2 separate regions of the Mus musculus genome follow, and region 2 is linked to region 1. Evidence: chromatin contacts called from public promoter capture Hi-C data. All regions are on one chromosome and are shown on one strand. The core of a region is the stretch at or near the end of the contact, and the rest is flanking DNA. Distances in the headings are between cores, read along the strand shown. Region 1 holds the start of Castor2 (cytosolic arginine sensor for mTORC1 subunit 2). Region 2 has its middle 8.2 kb from the start of Gm46925.

Evidence for each region. Promoter capture Hi-C pulls out the DNA fragments that hold promoters and counts their contacts.
Region 2: a contact with region 1 is called in a promoter capture Hi-C map of embryonic stem cells, with 2.7 times the contacts expected there. The contact joins the enhancer-like site here to the promoter of Castor2 in region 1. A contact is called at or near these places in 4 of 39 promoter capture datasets (embryonic stem cells, pre-B cells, stem cell-derived epiblast-like cells and 1 more), 4 of 484 Hi-C or Micro-C datasets (embryonic stem cells and pre-pro-B cells), 1 of 115 datasets of contacts at active chromatin or transcription factors (pancreatic cancer cells) and 1 of 9 other capture datasets (pancreatic islet).

The regions. Positions count from the first base shown.
Region 1 is chr5:134,098,299-134,101,034 of GRCm38.p6, forward strand. Castor2 (cytosolic arginine sensor for mTORC1 subunit 2) reads left to right here and starts at 1,450. Exons shown (of 9, transcript NM_030719.3): 1 at 1,450-1,853. The coding sequence starts at 1,741. Gm15627 (predicted gene 15627) reads right to left here and starts at 1,343. Exons shown (of 2, transcript NR_166664.1): 1 at 828-1,343; 2 at 114-467.
Region 2 is chr5:134,338,906-134,341,605 of GRCm38.p6, forward strand. No RefSeq gene overlaps it. Among named protein-coding and RNA genes, the nearest start is that of Gm46925, 8.2 kb to the right of the region's middle. Within about 2 kb of position 1,441, at least 20 of the 459 cell types and tissues checked have an H3K27ac peak or open chromatin away from gene starts, as enhancers often do. A contact at or near this core is called in embryonic stem cells and stem cell-derived epiblast-like cells, where this site is marked.

The DNA.
Region 1 (2,736 bases), core at 200-2,699:
CAACCGAAATGGAGGCGAAAAGATCAGAAGTTCAAGGTTATCTTCAACTATAGATAGACTTGATGAAGGATAACATGAGATAAACGAGACTCTGTCTCAAAACAAAAGAAAAATAGAGCTATCAGTTATTTATTGAAATTACGTGTGTGCACGCATGTACAAATCAGAGGAACAACCTGCAGGGTTCCATTCTCTCCTTCCAAGGTCCAGAAGATCGAACTCAGGTCAGCAAACTTGGCAGCGTCTTTACCCACTGAGCCATCTCGAAGGCCCAATCTTTAACTACATTAAAAGACATAGTGAGAATTCTGGGTTTCACGCCCTTTAGTGGGTATGAGGCAGCACAATAAGCCCCCATCTGATAGAAGGGAACTGAGAATATGAGATTGACAGGCAGGATTTTCTCCCCGAAGAGTTCCCTGTTCGCCTCGTCAGGTAGACTTGACCCACCACAACGTCAAAGCACTCTGCCAAAGGGCAAAAGCACTAGTCAGTAACTTTAACCTAGAGGATTTCAAAACCTAGTCAGCCATGAAAGGGAGAGGGGCGGGAGGGGCGGGCAGAATATTTGCTAAACAGGTCCCCCATACAGCACTCAAGCCTGGGGTTAGAAACACTAAGGATAACTCTCATTCAGATTCAGTTCCGCTCTCCACCTCACCCCGGTAACCCCCTCCCGCTCCCCCTTACCCCTCCACCCTCCCAGATCCACAGTTACTTCAGCAGCTTTGCACCCATGATCCCGGAGACCCGGGTCCTGGTTCCCGTGCCTGCCTTATCTCTATCCTCCCTCACATTTTCCGCAGCAACAAAGCCAAACACAGTACCGTGGGGGCTTTCACGCTTCTGTGCGTTTGGACACGGTGTTCCTTCTGCCTGGAAGGCCGCGCAGCTCTCCCTCTGAGCGCCCCCCTCCCCCTGCCTGCGTGCTCTCATTCAGCCCCCAGCACCCTTTTCCAAGGAAGCCGGCACCCTTCTCTATCTAACCCAACTCTTCTTTTGCTTTCCTTCCCTGAACGACAATCACCGATTCCTCTAAATCTCTCCTCTGGCAGGATCAGGCCTTTTCCAACGCTGGAGTTGCTTGTTGAGGAAAGGGGTTCTCGATTGACACCCCAAAGAAAGTACCTAATCCTGAGTTTGAGCGATTAAAGAGCATGCATCTAAGCTTAAATCCGCTCCAAATTCCCTATATGTCCCATCGGGTTCCTCTGTGTCCCTGGGGAACCCCGAAATCTTGCATTCCCAGGGCACCGTGGCGCAGCAGCCCAGCCCCCCTGGCTTGACATCAGCAAGCTGGAGTAGTCCGGGGGGTTGGGGGGAGGGCCGCGTAAAAGCGCGCGCGCGGACTACAAATCCCGATTGGCATTGCGTGGCCTCCCGGCTGGCGCCTGCGCATCACGGGCCCGGCGTTTGAGTGGCAAGTTGTTTGTTACAGCGAACACCAGCTGCTGCTGCGCCGGGCGCCGCGCTCAGCCGGGCGCTGTTTGCTTGTCCACCCCGTAGCTTGCTGCACCCCGCAGGTCCTCCCCAGGCCTCCTTTTTTTGCAACTTGCCAAGCTTCCTTTTTCTGGCTCGAGTACGAATCAACCCGGCATCGAGCTCCGGGCCCCCTTCCCTGGGCCGGTTGCCCCACGGCTTGGGGCGCACAGGGGGCGGGGGCCGCGGCTCGTCCCCGTCCCCCCCCCCCCAACTCGGGCCACCGCGGATGATCCGCCGTGGAGGAGCCCTGGGCGGACGATGGAACTGCACATTCTGGAACACCGGCTGCAAGTTGCCAGCGTCGCCAAGGAGAGTATCCCGCTCTTCACCTACGGCCTCATCAAACTTGCCTTCCTGTCTTCCAAGACCAGGTGAGAGAAAGAGAGTAAGGGGCGAGGGGATGGCTGACGGGGGGGGGGGGTGTCGGGGGGGGCTCATGGTACCAGCCCCGGGACAGACAAAGAGGCGCACCCCGGGGGGACGCAGTGCAAAACAACTTCATCCCCCCCTAATCTCTGCCATTCTCCTGCATCGGACAAAGCCACCCCTGTGCTCTCTAGTGGGGGTCCCCTCCACCCAGAAGCCCCCACCCCACTGCGCCTCCAACTGCTGCCACCAACACCCAACACCCCCCCCTCCCGTCTCAGTCCCTTCCCCGAGATCCCGAGTAACCTCCCTAAATGGCCTCTATGATGCATCCGTGAATGAATGAATGAACGAATGAATGAATGAAAAACAGGTGTGGGGATCTGGAGGAGGAAATTTACAAACTAAACACGCCCCATCCCCCCATCCATCCACCACCACCACCACCACCACTACCCTCCTCCCAGTTGGGCCGGCCCCCCTGTAGCCATTGGCAAGCGGGGAGGGATGGCGCTGAGGTCGGTCTACCCCAGAACAGAAATATCATAAAATCATTAGTAGATGTTTATCTCCAGGTGCCTGCGAGGGGAGAAGAGGTGCAGGCAGCGGGGGAGGGGCAGCAGGGCCAGGGTCGCTGATTTCTTTTCTCTTTGGGGGTCCAGCGAAGTGGGGGGGGGGGGGGATTTTGAACCATGGAAGGGGAGGAGCAGACGTGTTGATGGATCTGCCTGGAACCTGGGCTTGGATGTTCCAGGGGGAGAAAAATAGTGGAAGGCCTTGGGAGGTAAGAAGAAAAAGAAGAAAAAAAATATTTTTTTTTAATCTTAGATTTTTTTTTTTTCCCGTTGCTGGATGTGTTTGACTTCATAAACTCCTGTTAGATTAGTC
Region 2 (2,700 bases), core at 191-2,690, 240 kb after region 1:
CAAATTATAGCTCACCAGCAAACCACTTTCAATGTTGAGTCAGTCTGCAAAGAGGCAGGCTTGAAGGGATGCCATGGGGCCAGCGAGCTGGCTCATCGGATAAAAGTGCTTGCTGCCAAGGCTGGGGACTGTGAGTTCAAACCCCTCAACTCACATGCTCAAAAGAGAGACTCGACTCCTGGAGGTTGTCCTCTGATCTCTACACCAGCGCTAAGACATGTGTGCCTCTGCCCAATAAATAAACGCAAAGGCTCCTGTGAAACACTATCTTCCCCGTTGGTTCGAGACGGGGTTCTCTATGAGGCTTTGACTGTCCTGGAACTCACCCTGTAGATTAAGCTGGCCTCGAACTCACAGAGCTCTGCCTGCCTCTGCCTCCTGAGTGCTGGGACAAAGACGGTGCTCCACCATCACTACACAGCTGCTATGAAGTCTTTTTTTTTTTTTTTTTTTAATAAAATGAATTTTATTTGAGGGCATGAGAAGAGGGGATGAGAAGGGATTGTGGGAAAGACAGGGGACAGAGAGGGACAGAAAGAGAGGGAAGAGAGGAAGAAGGGAAAAGACCGACTGGGAACACATGAAGAGAGAGAAAGGGGGGCAAAAGAGAGAGAGAGAGAGAGGCCAGAGAGTGCTCTATGGAATCTTACTAATGAAGCCCAACAGTCAGGCGGTTGAGGAGGAGGTAGGTATACAGGTGTGTAAAGCCAGTCTGAGCTACACAGTGAATGCCAGACTCCCTGGGCTGTAGTGCAAGCCTCTGTCTCGAGAAGCAGTCCAGAGCTGGTGAGATGGTTCATCCAGTGAAGAGCTCGCAGAAAAGCCTGCGAGTCTGAGTCTGAGACCCAAGACGATAGGAAAGATCTGACTCCTGAAGTTGACACCTATGATCTTCACTTCCCACATGCATACTGTGGCAGGTACGTGCACACACACATGCACACAAACCCACATACACACATATGCACACATACACACACACACACACACACACACACACACACACACATTTAAAAACAGAGCTAAACTGGGCATGGTGGTGCACGCCTTTAATCCCAGCACTCGGGAGGCAGAGGCAGCAGGATTTCTGAGTTCCAGGACAGCCAGATCTATACAGAGAAACCCTGTCTCGGAAAAACGAAGAAAAAACCAAACAGAGCTAGGCTTGGCTGTACCTGGTATCCTAGCACTCAGCAGATGGAGACCAGAGGGTCAGAAGTTCAAGGTCACTCTTGGCTATATGAGACCTTGTTGCAAAACAAAACTGCTTAGAAAGTTCAGGTGACAACCTTACCTAGTCAGAGGGGAGCCCCTGCACAGCTGTTTAATCTTCCCAGCCCTTGACTCTCAGGCTGAAACCCTTCTCCAGTGTCAGGGCCACCCACTCTGTATTTGGTTCTCTGTCTCAATCCTGTAAGGCTGGCCATTTGCTGATTGGTTTCCTCCCTGTGTAAGCGGAGATGAGTATCAATCCGAAGACAATAGAGACAAGGGAAGGAGGGATGGCTCCGAGGGTAAAGGCGATTGCTGCCAAGTCTGGCGACCTTTGGTCGAACCCCAGGAGCCCACATGGTGGAAGGAGAGAGTCAACTCATGCAAGTTGTCTTCTGACTTCCACATGCATGCCACATGACATGCACAGACACGACGGCATGCGAGGGCACACACGAAAAATGTATGTGGCACTAAATAATAAATTACTGGAAAAAAAAAAGAAATCAGGACAGCCAGCCTGAAAGAGGAAAATAGGACAAACTTCATCAGTCCCAAAGCATGAAACGCTTTCAGGAGATAATACCACACCCAGCTTGCTTCATTTTATTCAACAGGGCAGCAAATACAACAGTCTTCCCAGTAGTGGGAATAGGAGTTGAATTTTTAACTTAGAAATGACCCAAGAGGGGCTGGTGAGAAGGCTCAGGGGGTAAGAGCACTCACTGACTGCTCTTCCGAAGGTCCTGAGTTCAAATCCCAGCAATCACATGGTGGCTCACAACAACCCGTAATGAGACCTGACGCCCTCTTCTGGTGTGTCTGAAGACAGTAACAGTGTACGTATTTATAATAATAAATAAATCCTAAAAAAAAAAAAAAAAAAAGAAAAGAAAGGAAACAAACCTTCTCTGTGTTGTGTGCACCTAACTTGTGAGAGACAGAGGCCAATGTTCCCGGGCCTTCCTTTATCAGTTTTTAACATCTATTTACTTGTTTGTGTGTTGGGGCAGGTGTGTATATCATGGTGCACATGCGGAGATCAGAGGACAGCCCATGAGAACTGGTTCTTTCCCTCCACCATGCGGGTCCAAGAGATCTAACCCAGCTCATGGGACCAGGCAGCAAGCGCATTCGCCCACCTATCCATCTCCACAGCCCATACAAATTACCCTCAGACACAGGGTTCCATGTAGCCCTGGCGATGACTTTCAACTTCACGCCGAGATTACAGACGTACATCACCGCGTCTGTCCAGTTTCAATACTTTTAAATGATAGGTATTATTTCAAGGCAGGCAAAGTTGATGTGTGTAAAAACAACCTTAGTTGCCAGAAAAAAATAATTAAAAATTTGAGTAAATCAATTTTCCATGTACATGAAGAACTGCTGCCACCCCATGGAGACTCTGTATAAACGCACACTTTGGGCACGTGGGCTTCTCTAGTGACCTCTGATTAAAACCACCATAGCAGACATCTCAGTTCT